2 separate regions of the Ovis aries genome follow, and region 1 is linked to region 2. Evidence: chromatin contacts called from public Hi-C data. All regions are on one chromosome and are shown on one strand. The core of a region is the stretch at or near the end of the contact, and the rest is flanking DNA. Distances in the headings are between cores, read along the strand shown. Region 1 has its middle 250 kb from the start of TRNAS-GGA. Region 2 overlaps TRIB2 (tribbles pseudokinase 2).

The links. Hi-C and Micro-C count contacts between places; a contact is called where the count stands out from the background.
Region 1: a Hi-C map of liver shows a contact between it and region 2, with 2.3 times the contacts expected there. The contact joins two enhancer-like sites. A contact is called at or near these places in 4 of 16 Hi-C or Micro-C datasets (liver, omental adipose tissue and tail adipose tissue).

The regions. Positions count from the first base shown.
Region 1 is chr3:21,822,662-21,829,604 of ARS-UI_Ramb_v3.0, reverse strand. No RefSeq gene overlaps it. Among named protein-coding and RNA genes, the nearest start is that of TRNAS-GGA, 250 kb to the left of the region's middle. Within about 2 kb of position 5,599, at least 4 of the 54 cell types and tissues checked have an H3K27ac peak or open chromatin away from gene starts, as enhancers often do. A contact at or near this core is called in liver, where this site is marked.
Region 2 is chr3:21,564,614-21,571,562 of ARS-UI_Ramb_v3.0, reverse strand. The region is part of intron 2 of TRIB2 (tribbles pseudokinase 2); the gene reads right to left. Among named protein-coding and RNA genes, the nearest start is that of TRIB2, 15 kb to the right of the region's middle. Within about 2 kb of position 5,287, at least 7 of the 54 cell types and tissues checked have an H3K27ac peak or open chromatin away from gene starts, as enhancers often do. A contact at or near this core is called in liver, where this site is marked.

The DNA.
Region 1 (6,943 bases), core at 4,350-6,849, 260 kb before region 2:
TAGGAGTTTTGGAGGTGGAGATGGAGAAAAGGCCAAAGACATGCCCAAGAGAAAGATGTAACATGTAACCCCTGCTCTTAAAGAGCTCACAGTCTAACAAGTTAGGAAGGTGTTCATTAATACAAGTACACAAGGTGGAAAAAATAAGTGATGAGTGTATAAAATAAGTAGAGACAAATTCTGCTAAAATTCAAAGGGTGGTACAATTAAATCTGGTTGTTGAGCTCAAGGATATATTGATAGAGGAAAAGAGTAGTTTGGATAAGTTCTGAAGAATAAAAAGCTCAGCACTGTACAGAGATATCACCTGGAAACTGGGGGGTGGGAAGTGGGTAAGGGAAATCAAGGTCTGGGGGAATAGGAGGAACAGAAGAATGGTGATGAGGTCATGAATTCAGGGCTGGGGTATAAATAGAGTCTGGTTATAATGCTGAGAAAGAGAAAATAGAGAAGGAGTCAAATTGAAACTGTGGATTTCACCGTCATCTGGACACGTTTCTCCTGATTAAGGGACTATCTCTTCCAAAGTCAAAGAAGGTGATAACTCTGGTTGCAGATGAATGTTGTAGAAAGACAGAGGTATAGCCGGCATGGTGGAGATTCATTGGATCAAACTCCTACGGAGGGCAGCACATCACAAGTGGGAGAAGCAGATCTGATTTGGGGAGTTCTTCAGTAGAGTCCTTGTCCTACCACTCAGGCTGCACCCTTGAGTGGTGTCTCTGAGCCTGTTTCCATGCTTGTATGATGGAAATATTCACCCTTGCTCTACACAATGATTCACTTTCTTAAGTGCTGATCTTCATAACAGTTCAGCAGAATAAATATCATTATTGCCAAGTATACAGATAAAATTGAGTTATCTAGGGCACACAACTTCTAGAGTCCCTCAATTCAACCTCCTCCATGTACCCTTGTGCTTATTCACAAAAGCAAAATCAATCTGATATTCCCAAAGTTCCCTGAAACATAGTGCAGCCCTTGATCAGAAGGAATGCACACTTGAATGCTATCTCCAAGCCCCGTCCCCCTCTGGAAGTGTTTTCTTCATTCTATCAAGGACTTGGATTACACAGATACTCAACACATAGTTGATGATTTGCTCTGATAGGAAGCAGATTATCTAAGATGAAATGAATAGTTAGAGAAGAATGTCTATGTTTGTAGACATTCCACATTTGTAGAATCTGTGGAAACATTCACATGTTATGGCTGTTGATTGCATCAAACTCCAGGAGTTGGCAGCTGCTTTCCAAGTATGGGAAATACACCTCCCTCATAGGTTTCTTAAGAGCTTTATTTTTTTTTTTTTACTTATTTTTTTTCCTTTTTTAAATTTTTTTGTTTTTTTAAATATAAACTTATTTATTTTAATTGGAGGTTAATTACTTTACAATGTTGTATTGGTTTTGCCATACAACAACATGAATCTGCCACAGGTATACACGTGTTCCCCATCTATGAGCTTTAAATGATGAATGTTTGCAGAGCTTATAGTGTAGTCCTATAATGGAATAAGTGCCCATCGTATATTATTGTAGTTGTCAGGATCAGCACCATTGTCACCATTTTTTTTTCTTCCTAACGCCATGGTGTAATCTCCAGGGCAGATGTGATTGTCCCAATTTTACATCCCTTGAGACTGAATACTTTGGCCACCTCATGCAAAGAGTTGACTCATTGGAAAAGATCCTGATGCTGGGAGGGATTGGGGCAGGAGGAGAAGGGAATGACCGAGGATGAGATGGCTGGATGGCATCACCGACTCGATGCACATGAGTTTGGGTGAACTCTGGGAGCTGGTGATGGACAGGGAGGCCTGGCATGCTGCCATTCATGGGGACACAAAGAGTCGGACACAGCTGAGTGACTGAACTGAACTGAACTTCTGCCTTGCTTCTTTACCACTGTGATACCTGGGAAGCCCAGTTTTGCATCAGGGGGAACCGGAAGGCTAGAAGGGATGAATGGCTGCATTTACAGATATGCAGCATGAACATCACTTTATGATGCAACGGTCTCTCCTTTGCCATCTTGTCTCAACCTATCCATGGAGGATAATTCTTCCATTTGGGAAAAAGGTTTGCGGAAAGAAAAGTTAATGAGCTGAACCATTTAAATGGATAGATTGGTAGTTCTATTTGCAATGAATCATGTTCTCTTTTATGATGACCGTATATACACAATGGAGTATTACTCAGCCGTTAAAAGAATTCATTTGAATCAGTTCTGTTGAGATGGATGAAACTGGTTTACAGAGTGAAGTAAGCCAGAAAGAAAAGTACACAGATGTGTATAACGGACTTTTGGACTCAGAGGGAGAGGGAGAGGTGGGATGATTTGGGAGAATGACATTCTAACATGTATACTATCATGTGAATTGACTCGCCAGTCTATGTCTGATGCAGGATGCAACATGCATTGACCTGTTATGCATGTTACATTCTTGCCAGAAATTAAATAGTTGATTTTTTGAAGAATATCTAGTTCACTAAATGTAGTAGTTTCAAATGATAAAGTTTAGAGTCATACCAGTTACAGTTAATGTTAAAAGAAGAAGATGAGAGAATTAAGGCATAATGTTAAACTCTCTGAGACTGGCTCAGAGAGCCAAATTTCCCTCATCAAAATAGCAACTCTAAAGAGATACAAATACCATAGCCCTATGTCATGAAGCATAAATTATTCTATGAAAAATTTTACCTTTAAGTCACCTTCTCAATATGTTGGAAGTTAACTAAGATTACAAATGTTCAATTCAGATTTGAGCTGCTAAAGAAAATAAATAAATGTTTATATAACAACTGAGGGAAAATCTTCACACTATGTGTACAATTTCATCTGCTCAAAGGTCATTCACTCTTTACCTACCGCTGATCTACAAAGCACACCAGTTTCCATAAGAGAAATCAGGTTCCACCAGCAATTTTCTAGATTAATGAGATAAAAATTCTGATGATCAGAGCATGAATGTAAAACTAAGATAAACTAGTATCCGCTACTGATAAATATTTAACAGATGTGGTCCAAATCCCTCTGCCAGCTGGAGGAGGCAAAAACGTTCTATTTCACAGCTCGGATATAATTATTGGCCACATTTCTCCAAGCAAAGACAGTGACATTGGCTCACTCCCCAGGAGAATTTTCCTCTGCTCTTGGCACTGGGATTTGCTTTTCTTTAACAGATTGCAGCAATATACCCTTCACTTGACCCACTCTAATCATTCACAAGATACCTGGAGCCAAAACCATGTATGAAAAGTAGAAAAAGAAGAGGCTGTCACAAACTGTGTTTGTAAACCCACCAAAGGATTATGGAGAAATGCATATATTCCAGGCATCACTTAATACACCTGTCTGTATGTCAAGAGTAGATGGGATTAGTCTGACAAACAATCATTTGAATCAAGTAGTTCATTCAAGACTTAGAAGAACTTTTACCCAGACCCAATTTTATCTGATCGCTTTTTTGGACAAATTCACAGCCATCATTATTCCAAGTGTTTTGCCCTTTTCACTCCTTAAACAGATTGTGTGCAGAGAATTTTCCTAAACATCACCACTGAGACTCCTTCCAGTAACGACTGACTCATCGTTTGGATTCCCAAGCAACTGTTGTATAATAGGACCAGGATGTTTTGACCACGTGCCTTGACCTGACCGTTTTGACCCCAGGGATGTCTTGGTCCAAGAATGCATTCCAGAGCTTAGGTGGGTAACACACTCCAACCATGTTCATTTCCCATTTCTACTCTTTGCCTGTGTAATCATTTTCCAAACACTGTTACCAGAATAATGTTTTTTAAAACCCTAGTCTGGTCATGTCATTCCTCTCCTTAAAAGCCTTCAATCACTGCCTTCCTATCACCAGCAAAAAAGCAATACCACTTTCTAATCCCACTTGACCTGCCTTTTCTCATCTCCACTTCTCCCTGCATAATCACCCCCAGCCACCAAGCTCATCCTGAATGTATCATACATGAATTTCTGTGGTTTTCCTTGCCCAAGGACCTTACTCCAGAAGTGTTTTCAAGTCTCATTCTTCCTTAATACAAAGCAGCTTTCAAGATGCATGTCAAGTACCTCTGCATCCAAGAAGCTTTTCTCCCATCCAAGTACTAACCAGGCCCAACCCTGTTTAGCTTCCGAGATCAGATGAGATCGGGCGTGTTCAGGGTGTTATGGCTATAGACCCAGGAAGCATTTTCTGCCAACTCGAGGCCTTGAACTCCCCCTACGTCTAAGCACTCGGCCTATCTGTTATAGACATTGTCTTACTATTGAACTTATGCTTTTATTGATGAGTACACAGACATGGCTATCTCACCAATTATTGAATTAAGCTTATGCTGTATTTATTTGATTTTATTAATATTAATTGAAGGATAATTTCTTTACAGTATTGTGCTGGTTTCTACCAAACATCAATACAGATCAGCCATAGGCTTACCCATGTCACCTCCCACTTGAACATCCCTGCACCTCTCTCCCCATCCCACCCCTCTAGGTTGTTACCGAGCCCCACGCTGAGGTCCCCAAGTCAAGGGGGATATAGGTGGGAACCTGACACAGAATGATGACAACGACAGGAGGACCCTATCAGACCTTTTCCCTTCTTACTGAGTGCCTGACACAGAGCTGCACAGCCCTCCAAAGAGGACAGAAGGGCTTCTCACAGACAAGAGGGTGCTGGTTTACTCTCCAGCTGAAAGTGAAAGTGTTAGTCACTCAGTCATGTCCGACTTCTTGCGACCCCATAGACTGTAACTGTAGCCCACCAGCCTCCTCTCTCCTTGGGATTTTCCAGGGAAGAATACTGGAGTGGATAGCCATTCCCTTCTCCAGGGGAATCTTCCCAACCCAGGGACTGAAACTGGGTCTCCTGCATTGCAGGTGGATTCTTTATCATCTGAGCCAAGTCTTCTCAGAGTGCACAGCCCTGTGCCTGCCTGCCATCCAGCCAGAGCTCGTTGCTTTGGTTTAAGGAATTCTGTAGAAAGAGAAGACATAGATAGGGATAGACAATTGATTAAACCTCTATCCCCCATGGAACCTGCCTTTATAAGGATGAAGTTTAATGGAATACTAACTTGTAGAAAATGTGTATGATAACTTTATTAAAAGTCTTATGAATAATCTTATTGTAATCCAAACACCAACACATCCATGATCTGGAACATCATTTGTTTGTTTCCTTGTTTATGATCTCAATAATTATTTACTGAGTACTTGCACTGTGCCTGAGGACACATAGGAAAGTTGATACTGTCCTTGCTCTTGAGGAATGCCCTGTAAACATTTTAGAGATGGAAGAGCTAAAGCTGGTTGGCCTGGACTCCAGTTAGGTCCTTGGATCCCCACTGCAGCCTTCTTTCCTCTTTATGCTGTTCCACAGCCCATGGCCAGGCAGTGACCGCTCCTCCTGCGTTTCTTAAATCTTGTCAGGATGACTGGCAAGGTCAGGGTAAAAATACAATGTGAGGCTCAATGTCCTATTTTCTATACAACTTGGAGGAGGAAACCAGGGGAGTAACCTTTCTGAGTTGGGCGGAAACCCTATGATTAAAGTCGCTTCTCAGAGACAGTTCCTGGTCACAGAATTTCTGGACTTTTCCCTCCCAGTTTGCATTTCAAAACGCTTCTTTCCGCTGGCACTTAAGCTCAGTAAGACCTCACAGTTTCCCTGGGATGTGAGCCAATTTGATTACCTCTTTTTTCCAGGCTTGGAAGCTGCCATGCCATAATCCCTTTAACCTCTGCAAAGCCAGGAAAAATGTGACAGTGAAGGCGATGAACATACTTGTGAACATATTCCCCATTTAGGTTTTGAGGATTTATTACATGTTTACAAAGAAGAAAACAAAGCTCTGTCACTCTCAGCCAGTGCTATCCTGATGCACTCTGAGCTCTGAAAAGCTCATTCCCCACTTCTAACAGGAGTTAAGAATCCTTAGGAAAGTGGCCTTGGACTTTGTGAAAGCAACTCAGACATGTTTGCCTCCTCTGCTCTTCCATCCCTAGTCCATATATTTTGATCTTTAGCATCCTTACATGTTAGTCGCTCATTTGTGTTAGTCACTCAGCTGTGTCCAGCTCCTTTCAACCCCATGGATTGTGGCCCACCAGGCTCCTCTCTCCATGGAATTTTCCAGGCAAGAATATTGGAGTGGGTTGCCATTCCCTTCTCCAGGGGATATTCCCCACCCAGGGATTGAAATTGGGTCTCCTGCATTGCAGGTGGATTCTTTAGCATCTGAGCCAATTCTTCTCAGAGTGCCTGGCCCTGAGTTTTGACTTTTAAAGTTGTTTTATTTTTTTAAATCATTAATCTATTTGTTTTAAGCTATGCTATGTGGGCTTTTGTCTAGTTGTGGCGAGCGGGTTTACGGACTTATTGCCATGGCTTCTCTTGTTGCTGAGCACCGGTTCTAGGCACACAGGCTTTAGCATTTGCAGCACATGAGCTCCGCAGCTGTGGCTCCCAGGCTCTAGAGCACAAGCTCAATAGTTGTGACCCATGGACTTAGTTTCTCTGCAGCATGAGAAGTCTTCCTGGTCCAGGGACTGATCCTGCGTCTCCTGCATTGGCAGGTGGATTCTTTACCGCTGAGCCACCAGGGAAGTCTCTAAGCTGACTTTCATGTCTCTTCCCATCCATTTTTGATCAATGCCCTGATAAAGACCAGCATGATGTCCATTTGTCCTTGGTCTTTGAAACCAGCATTCAAACATCCTTGGTCCCACTCTCTTTAAACTTGTCATGAGTTTCCCCACCACCATGCTCAGGCCAGGCCCCAGCTAGATTCATTCCAGCAGATTCTAAGAGGAGAGTTTAGACAGACACATAAAAAATGAGCTGTGTCAGATTAATGAGTTTACTGTAAAGTTCTATTTCTTCCTTTAATAGACTAGCATGTTAGCTATTTATTTTTCTGTAAATGTG
Region 2 (6,949 bases), core at 4,038-6,537:
AGGGAGCCACTCAGGGTGGGGTAAGAGAAGTCAAAGGGCACGGGGACCCAGGGGAGGTCTGGTAAGTTCCAGAAGGCAGTATATACTCCGATTGCCTTACAACACCATCCCACACTTTGCACTGGTTATACAGAGAAATGTGCAGTTGGAAAGATAAAGCCACCTGCTGAGAAACAGCACAGTTGAGAGGAGGAACCCAAGCCGACTCTAGCAGACAGGTGTTTCCACGGCGCCGGCTACCCAGCCAGGATGCAAAAGCCCTTGAAACCTACATGCAGGTGCACGTCTGTGCCCGACTCGTCAGGGCCATGGTGGGAACAGGGAAGCCACTCCACCGCCAAGACTTTCCTGCAACCCCACCCCCACCCTGCAGGAGGACCCCACACCCAGGCAGCCTGCCTTCCATTGTTATAAGAACAGCCAGGAACTCCAAGGGAGGTGGTGCAGCTGGGACTCCTCGTCAAAACTCTATCCACCTCTCACTGCTCTGCGCCGAGACCTGGATCCCCGAGGTTCCCTCGAACCCAAGTCAATCAACTGTACCTCTCAGGAAAGCTTCCCAGGCGGCCATCTCACTCCATGCTGGACCACATTGCCCCATTTGCTCACCCAGCCCAGATCCTTCCAGGGACAGCCAGGTACCTCTAGGTGCTGCTCCTGCCTTTTTTGCCCAGGATGATTCAGGGCCCAGAACATTCCTCTCCATACCTCATTGGTGGGGCGGGGCAAGGTTCAGGCCAGTCCCTCCAACCCCTCCATCCCCACCCCCAGCGCTGTTAACCTGGCCCAGCTGGTTCACACACTGGGCCACCCAGGTCAGGGGTCTGACGTGTGGCTTCCCCACGTGGTCTAGGCAGAGACTGAAAAATTCAGGGAGTCAGAAGTCTGAGTTCTGTTCTTGGTTGTGTCTCTTACACCTTATAGAACTTTGGGGAAGGGCCTTCCCTTCCTGATTTCTTTGTCTGTAAAGGTAAGAGGGCTGGATTTAAATCCCCTCTTAGCCCTCCCTCTCAGTCCCATGGCCTGGGTCGTGATTCACCTTCAGCATCCTGAAGTCCATGTCTGTCCCCAGTCTGTCTTTCACATGCACGTCCAGAATCACAACCTGACCAGTCCCTGCCCTGTCTAGACAAAACTTTAAATGGCTCCTGCTGAGTTTCAGATCAAGTTCAAGGTCCCAGCCTGTCTGTGTTTGCTCATATCCAACTCTCTTCGAACCCATGAACTGTAGCCCACCAGGCTCCTCTGTCCATGGAACTCTCCAGCAAAAGTGGGTTGCCTTTTCCTTCTCCAGGGGATCTTCCTGACCCAAGTCTCCTGCATTGGCCGGAGGATTCTCTACCACTGTGCCACCTGGGAAGTCCTCAAGGTCCCAGACGTGAGGCCAAGCCCTAGACCTCTCTCCACCTTCATCTCCAGCCCCACCTCACAATACCCTCCCAAGCAGTCCCTCCTTACCCATTGCTGACACTTTCTGGACCCTTCCCCTTCCCTCCTGCATCTCTCAGAATTACCCTGAGAAGCCCAGCTCCTCCCTGACACAGTCCTTCTCTACAGCCCACTCCATTGTTGGAATATCCTCTTCCTGCTCCCAGATAGCTCTCTAATACACACCCTTCCTCTCAGATGTGGTGTTAAAAATAACCACTGCACTATCGTCCACTAGGTGAGGACTCTCTGCTATTAAGTCTCGCATCCCCAATACTGAGCACCGCAAGCAGTGCCATGACAGGTGCTTAATTCACGTTTGCAAGACAGTGTGATCCCCATGTGTCCAACGCCCTCAGCTCCAACATGTTGTCTCGCACTCAGGGCATCTAGGCATGACTCTGCTTAACAACTGCAATATCTAGAATCCAGAGAAATTTCAGAGAGACTGGATTCGTCCATGGTTTAGAGAAATTCCCAAGAGCACTGGCTAAGGGATGCTTGAAATGTGTTTCCATCCACTCTCTTCTACCATCAGTATATTTAGGGGGGTTTTCTTATAATATTTATGACTCCAGGATATATGGGGCTAGTCATATCCCCACTGGGTCAACTGTCACGCATTCACTAAGTATGTATAATGCTAAGTCCTGGGTTAGGTATGAGGGATGAAAAGATAAATGGACCCCAGCTTAGAGTCCTGCAGAGGAACCTAAACCCACTCCATAAAGTGGAAGAGCAGGATGTACAAGGACTGCCTGTGAGGTTTGCTTAACTGGTGGCCGAGCCTACCTCTGCCAAGACCGCTCCGAGAAAACCGAGGACTGAGCTTCACTTAGACTCCAGTCAGCCAAGTCCCTGTGGGTTCACTAGTTGCCTAATTGCATAAGAAAATTCCTTCTATGGGTCCAGTCCAAGGGTGGCACTATACCTGGCATTTAGCTTCTGTAGCTAACGTGGCATTTGAGAACTTAAGCTTGGGAGCCAGGTCTCTCTCTCTGGGTACCACCCCCAGATTTGCACTGATTGGCTGTACAACCCCAGGCCACAATTTCCTCATCTGTATAATGGTGATAAACATAGCAGGACCTCAAATCAAATAGCTTGGTTTAAATCAAATAACTTGATTTAAATACAGTAATTCTACCCTTCTAGGTCATCACGGAGGACCAGAATGGGCTTCCTGTGATATACAGCAGCTTCCTGCTAGTTATCTATTTTACAAGGATAGTGTATATTATGTCAATGTTACTCTCTCAATTTGTTCTACCCTCTCCTTCCTCTAGAGGGAGGGAGGCTCTGCAGGGAGTGGGGATATATATATATATATATATATATATATATATATATAACATTATGACTCATTTGAGTTGATGTATGGCAGACACCACCATGGCATTGTAAAGCAGTTATCTTCCAATAAAAAAAGTAAATAAATAATTATAGTAATTAATTTGGATAAAATTCATTCATTTATGTGTTTTGGTTAGAACAGGGCCTGGTACATGCTGGATCCTAGATATTATTTCACTGAAATGTAAGTCCCGTGAGAGCAGGGCTTCTGTTTCATCCAGTATTTCAGTATCTCCAGCACCTAGACTAGTGCTAGGCACATATAATCCTTTGTACTCCATAAATATTTGTTGAACAAATAAACAAATCTCCAGGTTGTTGGAATATGAGGCTCCAAGCTGCAGAGGATTATGCAGAGCAGTAATGACAGGTATCCCAAGTCCCTGAAGTATATCTGTGCTGGACACTCTATGTTCATTATCCCCAACCCATGTCAGCGAAGGCGGGCCAAGGGCAAAAGGCCAAATGGAGGAATCGAAAAAATCTCACCACTGTGCTCTCTGCTCCACTTGCCTGTGGTTCCCAGTCTAGACTGTCAGCTAATTTAGTAAGCCCCAATACCCTAGCCAGAAGCCCTGCTGAAGAATACCTACTATAGACTACTATTTAGTCTATCTCTAAGCCCTCCCCTCTAATCATGACCTGAAGCCCTTCATAAATAAAAAGACACCCACCATGACATAAATAATGGTGTCTTAAGTAAATGTCACTTTTGCATAAATCATTAAATCAGAATGGGAATGATGGGTTTATCTGTTACTTGACAGGGACCTTTGAAAACAGTTCTCTTTAAAAGGTGTCTATGATGATGAAAGAAAAAGTGTTAGTCGCTCAGTCGTGTCCGACTCTTTGTGCCCATAGGCTGCAGGCATGGTCCAGTCCGGGGTAGCTCGTCAGGCTCCTCTGTCCATGGGATTCTCCAGGCAAGAATAGTGGAATGGGTAGCCATTCCCTTCTCCAGGGGAGCTTCCAACCCAGGAATGGAACCCGGGTCTCCCACAATGCAGGCATATTCTTTACTGTCTGAGCTACCAGGGAAGCCCGTCTACAATGATACCACATTATAATTCAACTGTAGTTCAGTAAAAAACAAAGTTTTTAAAAAAGGTGTCTACAAGGGAGATTCATAAGTCTCAGTCTTTCTGGGCTCCCATCTGGGCAATGACTGAGATGATCATTAAATGAATACACTCCCTGCCTCTCTCGCTCTGACATGAGAACCCAATCTGAGCTTGCTCCTGGTCCATAAAAGGAATTCTCATTCACTCAATGCCCACCAGGCTCCAGGAGCAGTGCACAGGAGACAGCCTCCGACCTCAATGAGGTCCCAGGCTAGGAGGAGATGAGGACAGTCTGGAGATGCTCACGGATAGTAAGAGGAGAACAGGAAATACGCTGTAACAGATCCAAGTATGAGTGCTCCTGACATGACCCGAGAAGAGTGAAGAGGGAGGAGCTTTCCCAAAGGATGGACAGTGCCTGATTACATCCAAGGGGTCAACACGAACAAGAGAATTCCAGGAGCTCCATCGCCTTTAAAGCAGAATGGCAATTTTCCTAAAATTCAACAAACCTACAACTCAGTGGATGCGTGGGAGTACAAGCTCAGTCGTGTCCGACTCTTTTGCAACCCCATGGACTGTATCTCTCCAGGCTCCGCTGTCCATGAAATTCTCCAGGCAAGAATACTGGAGTGGGCTGCCATTTCCTCCTCCAGGGGATCTTCCCCACCCAGGGATCAAAGCTGAGTCTCCTGCGTTGCATGCAGACTCTTTACCACGTGAGTCATCAGGGAAGCCCACAACTTAATATATATTGCTATTAATGAAAGAAAGCAGAGTCTGGTCTCCAGGACTCCAATGCCCTCTGTACTTTATTAGATATGGGAGCATCTCTGGAGGCAAGAAAAACCTTAAAGATCTAAAGGGAGAACTAATACACATACCAACACCTGCCTGGGGAAGGGAGCACTGACCTCGTCTGGTGTGGCAGGGAAGAGGCCTTCCCCCTGCAGGGAGGTGCAAGTCCCCCCCGGTGCCCGCCTGAAGAGGGCTTTTGTTCCAGGGAAACACCGCCCCCCATCCCCCGGGTTCTTACACAGGGTCCTAGTTCCCCTCCGGCAGAAGCAGGCGCTGATCAGCTTCCACAAAGCAGAGGAAATGAGACCTGTGACGTCAAGAGATAAAGATCTTCAAACCGAAGAAGAAACATGTTCAGAAGCTGTCTCGTTCACATGGGGGTATTTCTGGGCAAAAAATGTCAACACCGAATTGTGGTTGGCGGCAGGGAGCTGGGGCTGGGGAGGGAGGGTGGCGAGGAGCCCTGTTCCAAGGGACAGGCAAGATTCGGCTGGCAAATGGGGACTGTTGCAGGCACCATGTTCCCCCACCCCTACATGCTTCAGGGGCCCCCCTGCAGCTGCAGCTTGCAGCAGCTTAAAGTGCTCTTCAAGTTCTAGGTCAGCTATCCAGCTGACCAGGCTGGCCAGCTGTCACCCAGAGGCCCAGACATGAATCAAGTCCAGGAGAGGTTAAGAGCAGCTGATGGCCGACTGTACACCAAGCAACAGGTTCACTTTCGTTAATTCATTTAATTTCGTGAGCAAAGTCTTCCCGTTATGATGAGCCAATGGGGCAGAAGAGGTTAGGTAACTTGTCAACGTTAAGCTGATGAAGTGCAAGAGAAACAGACTGGAATCCAGAGAGGGCTGGACTCCAGCGGAGCAATCAGCCTTGTCCCTTGGAGGCTGGGTCCGGGGCCTCAAGGAGAAGACCTGACCAGGAGACCCCTTTAATCCCAGAGCAGGATGAGAGGGGCTGGAGAACACGGGTGCAGCCTTTGGGGGTTCAGGCACTGCTCTTTCTCAGATTAGAGGCCTCAGTCCTACTCAGATTTTACTACATCACATTTACTACATTTTACTACACACAGACCATCTCAGATTTTACTATAGGAACTGGGGATGCAAAGGGTGTGTCCAGGGCGAGTTCAGTTAGGGTAGGTCTTTAACTTCCTCAAAACACAAACAGTGTGGCTGAGGCTCAGCCCTAAAGAAACACCCCGGCCCAGAGGAGAGGCAGCAAAACAGGGGTGGGAGCGCCGTGGCCGGTCCAGGCCTGGAGGGGTGGAATCAGCCCTTCTCTCCCACCCTGCCAGTGCCCTCGTCCACCTTCCCTTTCCCACTGCTTATGAACCGCCTAGTCCTTCTGAGCAGCAGGTTCCACACCATATGTACTTGACCTGTCAGTTGCCCTCCTACTACGCATCCAGCGATTATAATTAAACAAAGGAGACGAGAGGATATGGCTAAAATCTAACCTTTCTATCCCAAGGGCTCAACCTTCAAGGACATGGTTGCTACATTTTCCATTCTCTGGGAATTGCTCTCCCATTAAGTGAGTGAAAGTCACTTAGTCATGTCCAACTCTTTGTGACCCCATGGACTATACAGTCCATGGAATTCTCCAGGTCAGAATACTGGAGTGGGTAGCCATTCCCTTCTCCGGGGGATCTTCCCAACCCAGGGGATTGCAGGCAGAGCCCCAAAGAGTTGCAGACAGATTCTTTATCAGCTGAGCCACCAAGGAAACCCAAGAACACTGGAGTGGGTAGCCTATCCCTTCTCTATCGGATCTTCCCGAGCCAGGAATCAAACTGGGGTCTCCTGCATTGCAGGAGGATTCTTTATCAACTGAGCTACCAGAGAAGCTCTCCCATAAGGGTATCATTTTATCAATGACTCTAAGTAGTTGGTGTGCTCAATTGTGTCTGACTCTTTGTGACCCCATGGACTGTAGCCCTCTCAGGCTCCTCTGTCCATGGACTCTTCCAGGCAAGAATACTGGAGCAGGCTGCCATTTCCTGCCCCAGGGGATCTTCCCAACCCAGGGACTAAACCCACATCTCTTACATCTCCTGCATTAGTAGGCAGGTTCTTTACCACTAGCGCCACCTGGGAAGCCCCATGGATGACTCTCGGACCAGCTACTGACTGTGAGCACCTGCCCTGCCTGTGAGTCACAGGATCATCTAACTCTCATAACCACCCTCTAGGGATGCAACTATTATTTCTGCGTTGAAGAAAGTGCAGCCCAGAAGTATGAAATGACTTAATCAGGTAGTTAACAAGTGGTAGAGTCAGAATTTGAATCTAGTTCAAGTAAACAGA